2 separate regions of the Zea mays genome follow, and region 1 is linked to region 2. Evidence: chromatin contacts called from public Hi-C data. All regions are on one chromosome and are shown on one strand. The core of a region is the stretch at or near the end of the contact, and the rest is flanking DNA. Distances in the headings are between cores, read along the strand shown. Region 1 holds the start of LOC100282839 (Tyrosyl-tRNA synthetase). Region 2 has its middle 19 kb from the start of LOC103641297.

Region 1 (6,315 bases), core at 810-3,309, 440 kb before region 2:
GTTTTTTCAACAAGCAGCAGCTGTGCCAAACAGGGCCATATTGATTTTTTCAACCCTAGCTCCCAGGCCAGCCCATTCTATCTGGTCCTCTCGGTATGTATTGCCTCACACATCTCCCGTTGCATGGGAGCCAGAATGCATCTGGCCAAAACCAAGCACTCCGACGCTCTGGTTGCCAGCGGCCGGCGTTAGCTGCCGCAGAAGTGCACTGCAGCGTGCATCCTGCCACATAAGCGCACAGGCAGCAGACTCCTCCGTCGTCCCGCCAGCCATCATCTTTTGTTCTGCAGTCCACACGCAAAGGTGCAGGCATACACCATCTGCTGCTAGCTGTTGTAGATGCGCACGTGGTGCCCTCGCGCCGACGAGGGCTTCCGCTCGGCAGGAAGTAAGCTCAGTCGGTGCTCTTCACTCCAGCAGTCCAGCTTGGTTTAATCTCCACTCTCCAGTTCAGGCAGAGCTCCAGGCAGCACGCAGCGGGCATCCAACTTGGTATCTCTGATTCCCCCCCCCCCCCTTTGTGTTGGGTTGCAGTCAAATGTAAACCCCTTAATCAAACACATCAATTTTACTTGCATCCCTTTATAAGATTTACACATAGGACTAGCTACTTAGGACATTATTTTTTTCTGTAGCTGCACAATGTCCTCTGCTGCATCAACTGCACATACAAACCAATCAACATCTAGGAAGGATGCCGCTTGGGAGCAGTTGAATGAATGATAAGCAGAAATGGGACAATACGAGGAGGTATAGCCCTTCGTTCCATAGTTCTAAAAATAATGTTCCACGTTCTGTGTTCTCGTTTGTCGGGACAATGATTGTCCCGGGAATATGTCTCCTTAGCTCAGTTTCAGAATGCAAAGAAAAATCAATCATCAATCAATAAAACTTATTTCCGGGTACCATGAAATGCAATAGTGCGATAAATACTTGCCTTCAAGAAAAATATATCAGCACATTGCATGCAAGGGTAGAAAATCTGGGCAGCAGTCAAGTCGTCCTGGTCACTTCTGCCCATAATTTGGCAGCATCTACAAGCAAAGGAAAAAATAGAATCACTTGCACTTCACAACAAGCACATAAAAATTAAAGAGGAGATAACCAACCATGTCCATGTTCAAGGTCTCGAAGCAAAGACTTGTTGTTAACGGAAAAAAAGCAATTGAACCAAGCGTGCACCTCGTTATCCGTTTGACGTTGTTTTTCCGGGCAATGTCCATCACGATTGGCCAGTACTCGTGGGCGCGCCGGTTGATCTCCTCGGAGGACCACAGGAACTCCACCCCGTCGAGGTTCATCCCGGCCGCCTTCCAAATCTCGATCATGTAGCGCCCGACTGTCTGGATTTTCTTGAGGTCGCCTCCCATCTTGTTGTTGAGCTGCGCGAACCAGTCGGCAATCCAGATTTTCACCTTGCACCCGGCCCTGACCATCTTGTTGACGTTGATGGTCTTCACAATGCCCTGGGAAAACTCACAGCCAAGTCTGAATTTGCCCGAACCGTGCAAACTTAACCAAAAAAAAACTAAGAGCCCGTTCGTTTCTATAGAAATGTACCAAGAATTATTCTTGTTGATCAAAACTTATACAAATTAGAGAAGCAATCTGGGTCGGAACTATTCCAGTCTTCCATTCCGTGTGAACCGAACGGGCCCTAAGGGAGCTGAAGACAGAAGACCGAACCTGGGCGATGTGCATGCGTCCGGAGGGCTCGAAGCCGTCGTAGCAGATGGGCACGGGCTTGTTCTCGAGCAGGCGCCTGAGCTCGTCCTCCTGGATGCACTCCTCCCCGATCCCCCGCAGCAGAGCGAACCGCTCATCCAGGGTCATCGCCGCCACGCCCCCCGCCAGATCCTCGGCAGCGGCGGTGGCGGAAGAGGAGGCTCCGGGAGCCGCCTCGGGCGCCGGCGTGGAGTCCATGGCAGCGGCTGCGGCGGAGGAGGAGCAAAGGATTGACGAGGCCGTGCCCGGAGACGGCAAGGAGGGGATGGCGGCGGCGGGGGCGGCGGGTGAGTGAGTGGGCGTGAAAAGGAAAATGAGATGACGGTTTCGGAGTGCCGCGCGGGCCTCCAGGGTTTTGCTGGGGACTGGGCCGACAAGCGAGGCCCAATGTCTTTTTTCCCTCGTTTTTTTTTATTAATCTATACTACTTCTTAAGAGCACAACGAGGGCGTCCACCATGCCCCCGCCTGCTCCCACCGTGCCCCCGTCCCGTCAGCGTCAGCAACCCTCTGCGCTCGCGCAAATCCCTCCCGAGATCGCCGCCGATCCGAAGCAGCGCCACCGTGCCCCTCCCTCCACAGCGTCCGTGCCCCCGCTCTGTCTCGCCTCTATCACGCACCCTGCGTTCCCCGCCCACATTCCTGCGCCCTTCCAACCTCAGTGTCTCCTTCCATTGACAACCAGCCTTCGATGACTACGCTGGACCATACGCGCGTCGCCCCCTTCCCGGCGTGATGGTCGCGCCTGTGGCGGAACTGCCCGAATTATTCCGACTTAAGTGCCTAAGCCCTGCCTTAGAGGCTAGACCACACTTAAATGGGAATAACCCGTCAATCCCTCGGATCTAGTCCGACACGGCCACTGACAGGATCAAGTACCACAAGCCCACTCGATGGTGAGTCACAGAGCAAATACAATAAAGCATAAAACCATACATGCCACAATGTTAAATTATTACATCACCATCAACATCATCGGAGTTTTTTTTTGCAAAAGTACCCATCATTGTTCGAAGTGCAGCGGAATAAAACTAACGATAATTAAACAGAGAGATGGGGAAGCCTGTCCCATCACTCCTCATGCTCCTCCTCAGCCGAGGCAGGGTCCCACTCAACAGTCCCAACCCGTTGGTAAGGTGGACGGCCAAGTCACTCCAGCAACCATGTCCTCCAGAGATCCTGTAAAAAATTATGCCACAAGCAAGGCTGAGTATACTAATACTCAGCTAGACTTACCCGGTGTGAGGAGTCTACTCCTCTACCTCTAGACATGCAGCTGTTTGGCTGTGGGGTTTGATTGCCAAAAGCACTAGCTGAGTTTCTAAATCAAGATTTTAACTTAATCAAAGTTAAGTGTGACTCTCTTAAGGCTAAAAGTGGACTATCTACTCATACATGGTAGCAAGCATTATTAACAATCAACATCTTATCTCAACTCATCATACTTCCACTTATTACTCAATGCAGTACAATGGATCAAGCAGTCTCATTAGCTGCGAGAAGCAGACGATTCGAATCGAGTTTTTATCCTTGCAAGGTAAACCTAAACACACGACATGTAGGGGCACTCCGTCCCCACACACATCAACCGTCCCCATCGATTCCCTGGCAACAGAAAGGGGCTCACCGCCTTGGCGTACAATGCCTCACTGACCCCGACTGGCCGTCGTGCAGTGACCGCACTTGTACCCACCATAACCGGAATGGGAGACCTCGTCTCAGGTCGCGTGAGGAGGGCAATCTGCGGGCAGGTTCACTCAGGTACTAGGCTTACCGATTTACCATATTTCTCGGTATGTGTTTAGTACGTTCAAACGCTTGACACAGGTATCCGCACGTTAATCCTTATTCCATTTTCCATCTCGTAAACAACCAATCCCCATGGATTGTTGTCCACCAACTAGTATCATGACAGTGTGAAAAGTGGGTACAATCAATTTCCTGATCTCGCGCGAGTGCTAGAAAAATCACTCGTCTTCTACCGAGATCCTAATTAAATGAAGCAACTACTCGACCTGTCATACTAGTATTCACCTCAAAAGGGATTCCTGAGATCATGCAACTAGGGTTTCACACAACTCCTACACCTAAGTGCACAATCAAACCTACAATCATTAAGTGAAGTAAAATAGCATAAATAACAGGTTATGCATAAAACCGGGGCTTGCCTTCCAAAGCAGTGGCAGGCAGGTCCTCTGGTGCAGGCTCTGGTGCTGGGTCTGGGGCAATCTCCTGGGCAGCTCCTTGCTCCGGCACGAGGATGTACTCTCCGTCAGCAAGATTACAGTCTATCGAAATGCAATGAACATGTATGTCATGATTATGCAAGATTTAAGAACATTAAGTTAAAGAAACTAAGTTAAGAATTAACTTAGGGTTTCCTGGTTCTGTGGGGCTTCTAGTGGTATACATAGACTTTGACTCATTACCCTTTAAGCTTAGGTTTGGCTTTAGGATAACACAGTAGAATTTGTATTGTCTTGATACACTCTAGTGGACAGAGTACAAGGTTTTGGGAAATCATTATTTCACATTATTCATTTTCCTTTATTTAATTTTCCATTTAGGGTTTCTAAGGTAGGTTTGAACTACATCATGGTTTTAATAATTTCTAAAAATTCTGTAAAAATTACAGTGGGTTGTCACTTGTTGTTTTAGCTTGTTTTAAGAATTTGAGACTTAAGTACAAAAGCTAGGCTTTAAACAAAAAAATAACCACAGTTGGGCAAGATGGGCCATTTTACACTACACCTCTTAGTTAGGGGTAGGCTCTGTCCTAAAGGTTATTTTTGTTGGCATCCTATGGTAATAATAGGCCTCTGGGCTAAAAATCACAGAAAACTAAGGGGTGGTTATTTAGTTATGCTTTTCTTAAGTTTCATGTCAAAAAGGCTCTTTCTACTACATTACTATTTGAAAAATGTCAAACAGCAGATTTCATATTTTTCCTAAGTTCTTTCTAATAAAACAATAGTTATCCCAAGGGTGGGGGTGTTTTTACCTTGGGGTTATTTTTGTAGAATTTTTCTAAGTTTCACTTGTTTTATTAAAATAAAAGAGATCTTAATTATTTTACACTAAAACAGGGTATGATATATTTTTCTAGTGAACTACATTAACTAAGTATCTTAACAAAAGTAGGGGTGCCCTCTGGTTCAATATTTGTGTCACTTTTCCTATTTTTCTTAAACTTAAGCATATTTGGAATAAGGGGTTAAAACTAACTTAATGTAATGGACAGAGGGGTTTAACATTTTTAAACAGGTTAGTAGGTGAATATAAACTTCTCCAAATTTTCCTAACCTTAGTCAAATAGCCTAACTATTTTTCTTACTATTATTTAGCTTTTGGCCAAAGTTAACATTAAATCAGAACTTTTAAGTTTTCCACAGCACCAAGGGGTTTTATATTTTTCCTAAATAGGTTACATGATTTAGAGTCTGGCAAAATTGGTTTGACCAAAATTGGATAAACCAAACAGAAGTTATGGGTTTTTAAAGTTTCTGTTTGAATTTAAATTAGGGTTTAATTAAGTTTTCCTGGAAAAACAGTTTGCGCCGGGGTCCCTGGGTTTAAAACAATTTAAACCTCGCAGATCTACCCTTAAGGCACTATTCACTTGAGTCTCTGACCTTTCACTTAACCCCCTGGGTTTCTCTCCCTCTCACCCGCAGTCCCTCCCTCAACTGAAACAGTAGCCGCGGGAAAGAAAAGGGTGGCGCGGCTTACCGGCGGCGAGGGAGGTCCGGCGAAGGGTAGGGTTGGCTCGGGGAGGGTCTGGCGATCACGTCGAGGTACGGCTCGTCGTCGGGGATGGCCGGAATCGCCCGGTCCACGTGAGCAGGCGGGCGAGCTCGTCGGCGGCGTGTGCTCCGGCCTATCCACGGCGGCATAGTTCAATCCAAGGGCATAGGGAGCTTCGTGGAGGTCTAAGGAGTCTAACCGTGCAAGGAATCGAAGAGAGGTGCACGGTGTACCTCGGTCCACGGTTGCCGGCGGTCGGTTGAAGTCCGGTGACCTTGGGCCGGCCTCTCTGGTGAAGCAGAGCCCGATTCCTCGCTCGGGGAGCTTCACGGAGACGTGCACAGTCTTCTCCGAGGGCTGGACGGGGTTGGGAATGGCTGGGCTGGCCGGTCTACGGTGGCAGGGGCTCGGGTGGCCGCGGGCACGTCGCGTATGGGCAAACGGCGGCGAACTGAGCTCCGGTGAGGCTTGAGCGCGTGCGGAGGGGTACGGCCAAGGCTCCTGGGCGTTTTATAGTCGCGGACGCGGACCAGGGCACTGGCTTGGCTTGGGCGCGGCGCGGGCGCGCGCGCGGGCGTGCACTGGCGCGGCAGACGGCGTCGAACACGTGGCGGTTTGTTTCTTCCAGTGTTCAAATGTCGCCAGAGGTCGCAAACGTGCGAATCTTTGCAAAAGTCCGGCGCAGACCTCTTCCTGGCACCTAGGGCTGTCACTCAACTGTGAGACGCCGGGGCAGATACGGCCTAGGGAGGGAGATCTTCGGGTGCCAAAACAGGTGTGTCATACTGAGCATATCACGACAAAAGCCATGCCATGGCATGTCAAACGTCCGAGTCTCGAGCTCAAC
Region 2 (6,374 bases), core at 2,912-5,411:
CCTTTAGAACGACTTTTGAGCAGAAAACTTACGCTGCGCTCCCTTAGGAACGACTTTTTGTAGCTTCGACAATTTTGGCTCTGCATTCCCTTAGGAACGACTTTTGAGCAAAAAACTTACGTTGCACTCCCTTAGGAATGACTTTTGTAGCTTCATCATTTTAGGCTCTGCATTCCCTTGGGAACGACTTTTGAGCTTTGGAATCTGCTTCGCTTTAAGGGTCGTCTTCGAGCTTCATAAATTTGTGAAGAAGATGTATTCCATTTTAGTATTTGCAACATTATTACAAGAAGTTGAAACTGAATTTTTCATTACTTGTTATTCATACAAAAAAGTAAAGTGATATAAAAGACAAAGGTAATTCAAAAAGTAGGATATTCCTCAATAAATGTGCTTCGATTCTGGTACAGTGCTATTGACTGTACAAGCTTCGGACTCTTCCCTAAAGTCACGTTGCTGTTGTGGATGTTGGCGCCCTTCTGGCTGCTGGCTTTGGGTATAAGTAGGTTGCAGTGGTGGTGGTGGTGGGAGCTGAGGCCAGGAAGCTTGTGAATGGCTTGCCAAAGCAACAGAAGCTGTAGGTTGATTGCCCACATACTCTGGTATGTAGGGAGAGTGGCATGAAGCAATATGTAGGACCTGCTTCGGCTGATTTTGCTGGGCTTCTGCTTCAGCAATCTCTTTTTGCTTCTGAATGGTGATCTGGCACGTTCTTGTAGTGTGGCCCTTGTTCTCACCATAGAATAAGCAATAGATTTTCCTGGGTTGATCCCCATATCTTCCTCCGAAGCCCCTGCCGCCTCGGCCCCTTGGAGCTGGTGGCCTGAAGAAGCTTTGCTGTTGTCCTGAAGACTGCGAGCTGTGCTGTGGCCTCTGAGACTGGCCTCCTTTGTCATCGTTCTGACTGGAGCTGTGGATTGATCTGACATGCCTAGGGTGGATTCTTCCTCCGAAGCCCCTAGTCATCTCAGAAAATCTGTAAGCTTCCTCCCTTCTTTGGCGGAAATCATTGTCGACCCGGATGTACTCATCCATTTTCTGAAGTAGCTTCTCCAGAGTCTGAGGGGGTTTCCTAGCGAAGTATTGAGCTGTAGGCCCTAGCCGAAGACCTTTGATCATGGCCTCAATGACGATTTAATTGGGCACCGTAGGCGCTTGTGCTCTCAGGCGCAAGAACCTTCGAACATATGCCTGAAGGTACTCCTCATGGTCTTGAGTGCACTAGAACAAGGCCTGAGCAGTGACTGGCTTCGTCTAAAACCGTTGAAAACTAGTGACCAGCATGTCCTTAAGCTTGTGCCATGACGTGATCGTCCCTAGCCGGAGAGAGGAGTACCATATCTATGCCACACTCCGAACTGCCATGACGAAGGACTTCGCCATGACTGCAGTATTGCCCCTATACGAAGATATAGTTGCTTCATAGCTCATCAGAAACTGCTTTGGATCTGAGTGCCCCTCATACATGGGGAGCTGAGGGGGCTTGTATGATGAGGGACATGGGGTAGCCTGTAGTTCTGATGATAGAGGAGAAGCATCATCAAAAGCAAAATTTCCATGATGGAAATCATCATACCAATCATCATCATTGTAGGAATTATCTTGACGAAGCTCTCTCTGTGGAGGTCTTCGGTCCTGATCATCTTGAGTAAGATTACGTATTTCTTCAGTAGCTTCATCGATCTTCTTCTGAAGATCGGAAAGACGAAGCATCTTCTCTCTCTCTCTTTCGACCTGCTGATGGATAGCTTTGAGATCCCTTATCTCCTGGTCCAGCTCCTCCTTTTGGAGGGTTTGACTTGTAGCCTTCCTCTTTTGAGTTCGGGCTTCGCACAACGTGTCCTGGTTGACGTCTAGTGGCTGCAGTGCAGCCCCTAGCCTTAAAGCTTTCTTCGGTGGCATGACGAAGGTCACAGCTTGCTGAAGGTGGTCGAATGAGTTTATCGGAGGTGGGCGTCAATGTTGGGGACTTGTTCTCAAATGCTATGAGTTAAGAACAAGGCAACACATAATGTTAAAGGTTAATGCCCTTCATCCTTCAAAGCATTATTTCCCTTAGGATATAATGATCTTCAGACGAAGGTCATGAAGGATATACCTTCATCATCGCAGTGTATATTAATGAAAGAAGAAGTATATGAAATATGTAAGACAACATGAATAATCATATGACATCATTAATATATCTTCTTTTTATTATCATGGATAAACAGAAACAATATTGAATTACATTTGTACCTTCGGCTTGACAGAAGGTAAAAGTCCAAGCGTGACGCACAAGCGAATACAAGTCAGCGTGAACAGTACGGGGGTACTGTTCATCTATTTATAGGCACAGGGCGCAACTTGTGTAAAATTACATTCATGTCTTTTATGTTTACTATTGACTTAAGGACAATCCAACAAGGACTGGATAGCCTTTTCCCCTTTAAGTCGGTTCCTTTTCCTGCCACTGAGCCGAAGCTCCTTTGCGCGTAGCTTCGGAGCAGCATCAACCTTCGCCTCGACCAAGCTTTTGATATTGTGTACAGTTTCATTCCGAGTCTGAAGGTACCTGTACATACATTATACTTGGGAAACTTTGTTAAATCATGTTTTTGAGGACCTTTGGAAGACGAAGGCCCCCAACATCGGTGATTTATAGAGGCAGGTGCCCATCTACAACTATTAATTAGATGTGTAGAGCAAGTTAAGAAAAACGACCGTCTATACAAATTTATTTGGAGAGGCGGCTAGGCTCCAGAGCTGCCTCTGTAAATAAGTTTTTACTAGGTATGTGCCTCTGCGTTGCCACGGAAGTTAAAAATTAGTATAAAACATGTATACCGAACACCGTGTTCTAGACAATGCTAGTGAAACTGAAATAAAAATAGCTACATAATTGCTTAAATAGTTATACAACTCGTATCACAAACAAAACAAAGTTGGACATAATGTTAAGTGACACTTTTCCTGTATCAGGCTTGGACTATGTCCCGGCTAATGCTTGTAGCCTTTGAACATTATCAGGACCCATTGATCACTACACTCTACTTGCACTATAGTAATCTCCAAATCCTTAGGTGGCGGGGGCATCTGCTTCATGATCTATGGAGCATCGTTTATCCTGCAAACATTTTGCATGAGATTAGGACTTGCATATCACAACTGTTGAATTTGGACAGAATAAAATATTTTGTATAGACCAAAGAAATCCCAGTGATGTTTTTGGCAAGGGTGTGTATTTGTGTTTCTGGGCCTTTTAATGGCAGTGAACTTCCTGTAAGATTTTAGAATTCCTGACAGCTAAAAAACTAAGGGAACTTCTTCATGGTAGTAAGTAGCAGCAAGAGGCACTATATGAAAGATAAAACTAATGATCCTAAAAAGAGCTAGCAGATTGAATTCTACATAGAATGTCTTACTGTTGTCAAGCGTCAAAGACCAGATTTGGATAGCAAGAATGTAAGCTTAAACGTGATCTTAGTGTGGTAGTCCCTTTAACACTGCCAAAAGGAGTATATTCCTGAATTGCAACAGGCATATATGATGCATGCCCATGATAAAGAAAAAAATCTCTTATATGCTATGAAAAATATAGGCATCTAATAACAAATGGGACTGAATGTTTTAGATGAATATATCACTTCAAAATGTAGCCACAACGATTCCGCTCACCCATGGCCACGTTGTCAGAGTTGATGTCCTCATTTTCATATGAGAAGCCTCACCGTGGGCTGAGCAAAGGCAAAACAGAGCAAATTGTTATCTTTGATTTGTGTACATCTCCTTTTCTCTCTCTTTGTAAACAATAGAGGCATTAACCATCCATTGCTAGCCTCCTCTTCTTTACCCTTTCACGGCAACATGCAACCCTCTCACATGGTGTAGCAGTCATTAGAAAACACTATGTACAATACTAAGGAAGAACGAAAAAAATTATGGATAAAGAAACCCATGTATTGGATGTATATGTAACCAAGGTAGACAGTTCAGACCAAGAATGCAAATATGAGCCATAGTACGCAAAAACAATATAGATCATATGACGAGAAGAACACGACCTCGTAAGTAGCACACGGTCAAGGAGGAGGACCAGGAACGCCGCTGCTCACCACTTCCAGTTCCAGCACACGGTCAAGGAGGAGCAGGACCAGGAACGCCGCGTTGGGCGCGGCACATCGGAGGAGGGACAAGGTAGCAATGGGGAGGAAGGCGAGAGCGCATCGTCGCACTAGGAACGCGGGGAGGAGGAAGGGGAGGTCTGGGAGGCGTCAGTTACGCGTCCCGACCGAGAAGCCGACGAAGCAGGGAACATTCTCTTCCAGCCTTTTTAAGCGGTTAAACTTGTTTCCTTGCAAGAAAATAAAAGGAGCATTCTTCATAAACGTAACATCCACTGTCTTTTTGTTCCGAGTTAGGCCTTGTTCGTTTCTATCGGATTGCACCCAGAATCGTTCCATCTAATCAAAGTTTATATAAATTAGAGAAGCAATCCGGTTAGGAATCGTTCCGACCCACCAATCCGGTACAAACGAACAAGACCTTAAGGGATTCTAGCAATTCCTTGTTCTCGGGGAGACCAGCCTACAAAATAATAGCAAACATGGAATTATTTAAGCAGGACTATAGAAGTAAAAAAGTAGTTCAGAGCTGATGATACATGGAGCGGCATGCCTCAATTTACTTAAGATATGTGTATGACTTTAAAAGGAAGAAAGAAAATGAATATAGCCTAAAAAAGCCTTGATGGAGAAAGAAACATAATTTTAGAAGATTGAAATACATACCAGCGTTGTCCTGTTTTTGTTTTCTTTAGAGTAAATAGATGACCGGAAGAGTAATAAAATGTTTATGTGATAAAGAGGTAAGGGAAAACATTAGGGTGGTGTTTGGTTCATCGAAATGTAACGTAAATGGTTTACATGGGGTAATGGATACCAATATTTTTGTTTGGTTGAGCTCTTTCTAGTATTACTAGGTACTACTATCCAATCCAATTATAACTAGTAACCATTACCGCCAGTAAGAGATCACATTACCGTTCCCTTGACAAAGTTTGAACCAAACAACACCTAGTATTCAACTCGTTGCAATAAAAACACTGATGTAGGTGGCAAACTTTTTTTTTAAAAAAAAAGTAATAAAGAAACCGTATAACCTCACATGTTTTATCTGAATCTTTGGTTATATTGAAGCATCATTGCAGTCCTAAAGATGTCCTTCAAATATAGCAGAAACATATACCTAAAAAGTTACCGATAGTTAGAGACTATATAAAACAAGGCATCACATATTCATTGAGAACAGCTTTGTTTAAGATTGCAGCATCGAAGGGTTATAATAAATAGCTACAAATATTTAATAGGTCAATTGTGGTTATTAGCTGATTGAATGAGCCGCTAGGAGCAGTAATATTGCTACAGGCAATATAATTAGTTTGGAATGATTTAGAAGCTAAAGATGCACGCATGCACGGAAGATCCTTTTTCATGTGGGTGTATGAATTTTCATCCAGACGCAAATTTGCTCTATAGCTGCATAGTGGGAAACTACTCCATGTAGAGGTTGCTCTGAACTCCATCAGGGCAATGAGATAAAAAGATTTAATAGCAACTATGGATGGTCAGATTGCGCAGGGATTGCCATTAGTCAATGGAGCAGAGAAACTGGATATGTTAAATTTGTTTTTTTAAACAGTAGAGCTTCCTTGCAGTTATATCATTGTTTTATTAGAAAGAAAATGCATATCAAGTTTTTTCCGATTTTGCTCGGTACCAGCCTGTAGATTTGTCCTACAATAAATGTTTTTTTACCACTTAACATATTGTACCACTATAGAATGTGATGTTTGTTATTATGCAAACCTGCAAAGGCATCATCAACTACTACTAGGTGTGTGCCCGTGCGTTGCGACGGTGTAAAAATTATTCGATAAATGTTAGTATACAATAATTACATGGAAACGAACAACATATATATCAACCCCAATATCGCACATATGAGGAGTGGACATGTCAGTCGGTAATAGCAAGTGATTGTTCACCACAAGCCGTGAAAGGTGAGATTAGGAATAAGGGATATTGGGGAAGTAATCTTCTATTTCTTAATTGCCAAATGTTCGAATACAAGAGATAAATAGGCATTATGCCTTCTAACAAACATAGATGGAAAAACTCCTCAAATTGAGACCGTGGTTTTCTGGCCGCGGTGACTCAGTCTCCACCGATGATTTGTTGCAACCCAATGATCAACACCTGATTAAATTGACTTTCGCTAACATCGTCCCTATAAATTAGACACAAATCAGCTTGGTGCTATAACAAAACAGAGAAAATAGAAGATAGGCAACCAATTTTCTCAACCAAACAGTTACTTCAACACAAAAAAGTTAA

The links. Hi-C and Micro-C count contacts between places; a contact is called where the count stands out from the background.
Region 1: a Hi-C map of tassel shows a contact between it and region 2, with 5 times the contacts expected there. The contact joins the promoter of LOC100282839 here to the enhancer-like site in region 2. A contact is called at or near these places in 6 of 25 Hi-C or Micro-C datasets (bundle sheath, ear, endosperm and 3 more).

What each region holds. Positions count from the first base shown.
Region 1 is chr10:82,625,623-82,631,937 of Zm-B73-REFERENCE-NAM-5.0, reverse strand. LOC100282839 (Tyrosyl-tRNA synthetase) reads right to left here and starts at 2,059. Exons shown (of 9, transcript NM_001155745.2): 1 at 1,687-2,059; 2 at 1,183-1,466; 3 at 938-1,034. The coding sequence starts at 1,923.
Region 2 is chr10:82,187,133-82,193,506 of Zm-B73-REFERENCE-NAM-5.0, reverse strand. It overlaps the pseudogene LOC100217095. Among protein-coding and RNA genes, the nearest start is that of LOC103641297, 19 kb to the right of the region's middle. Within about 2 kb of position 4,161, at least 3 of the 20 cell types and tissues checked have an H3K27ac peak or open chromatin away from gene starts, as enhancers often do. A contact at or near this core is called in tassel, where this site is marked.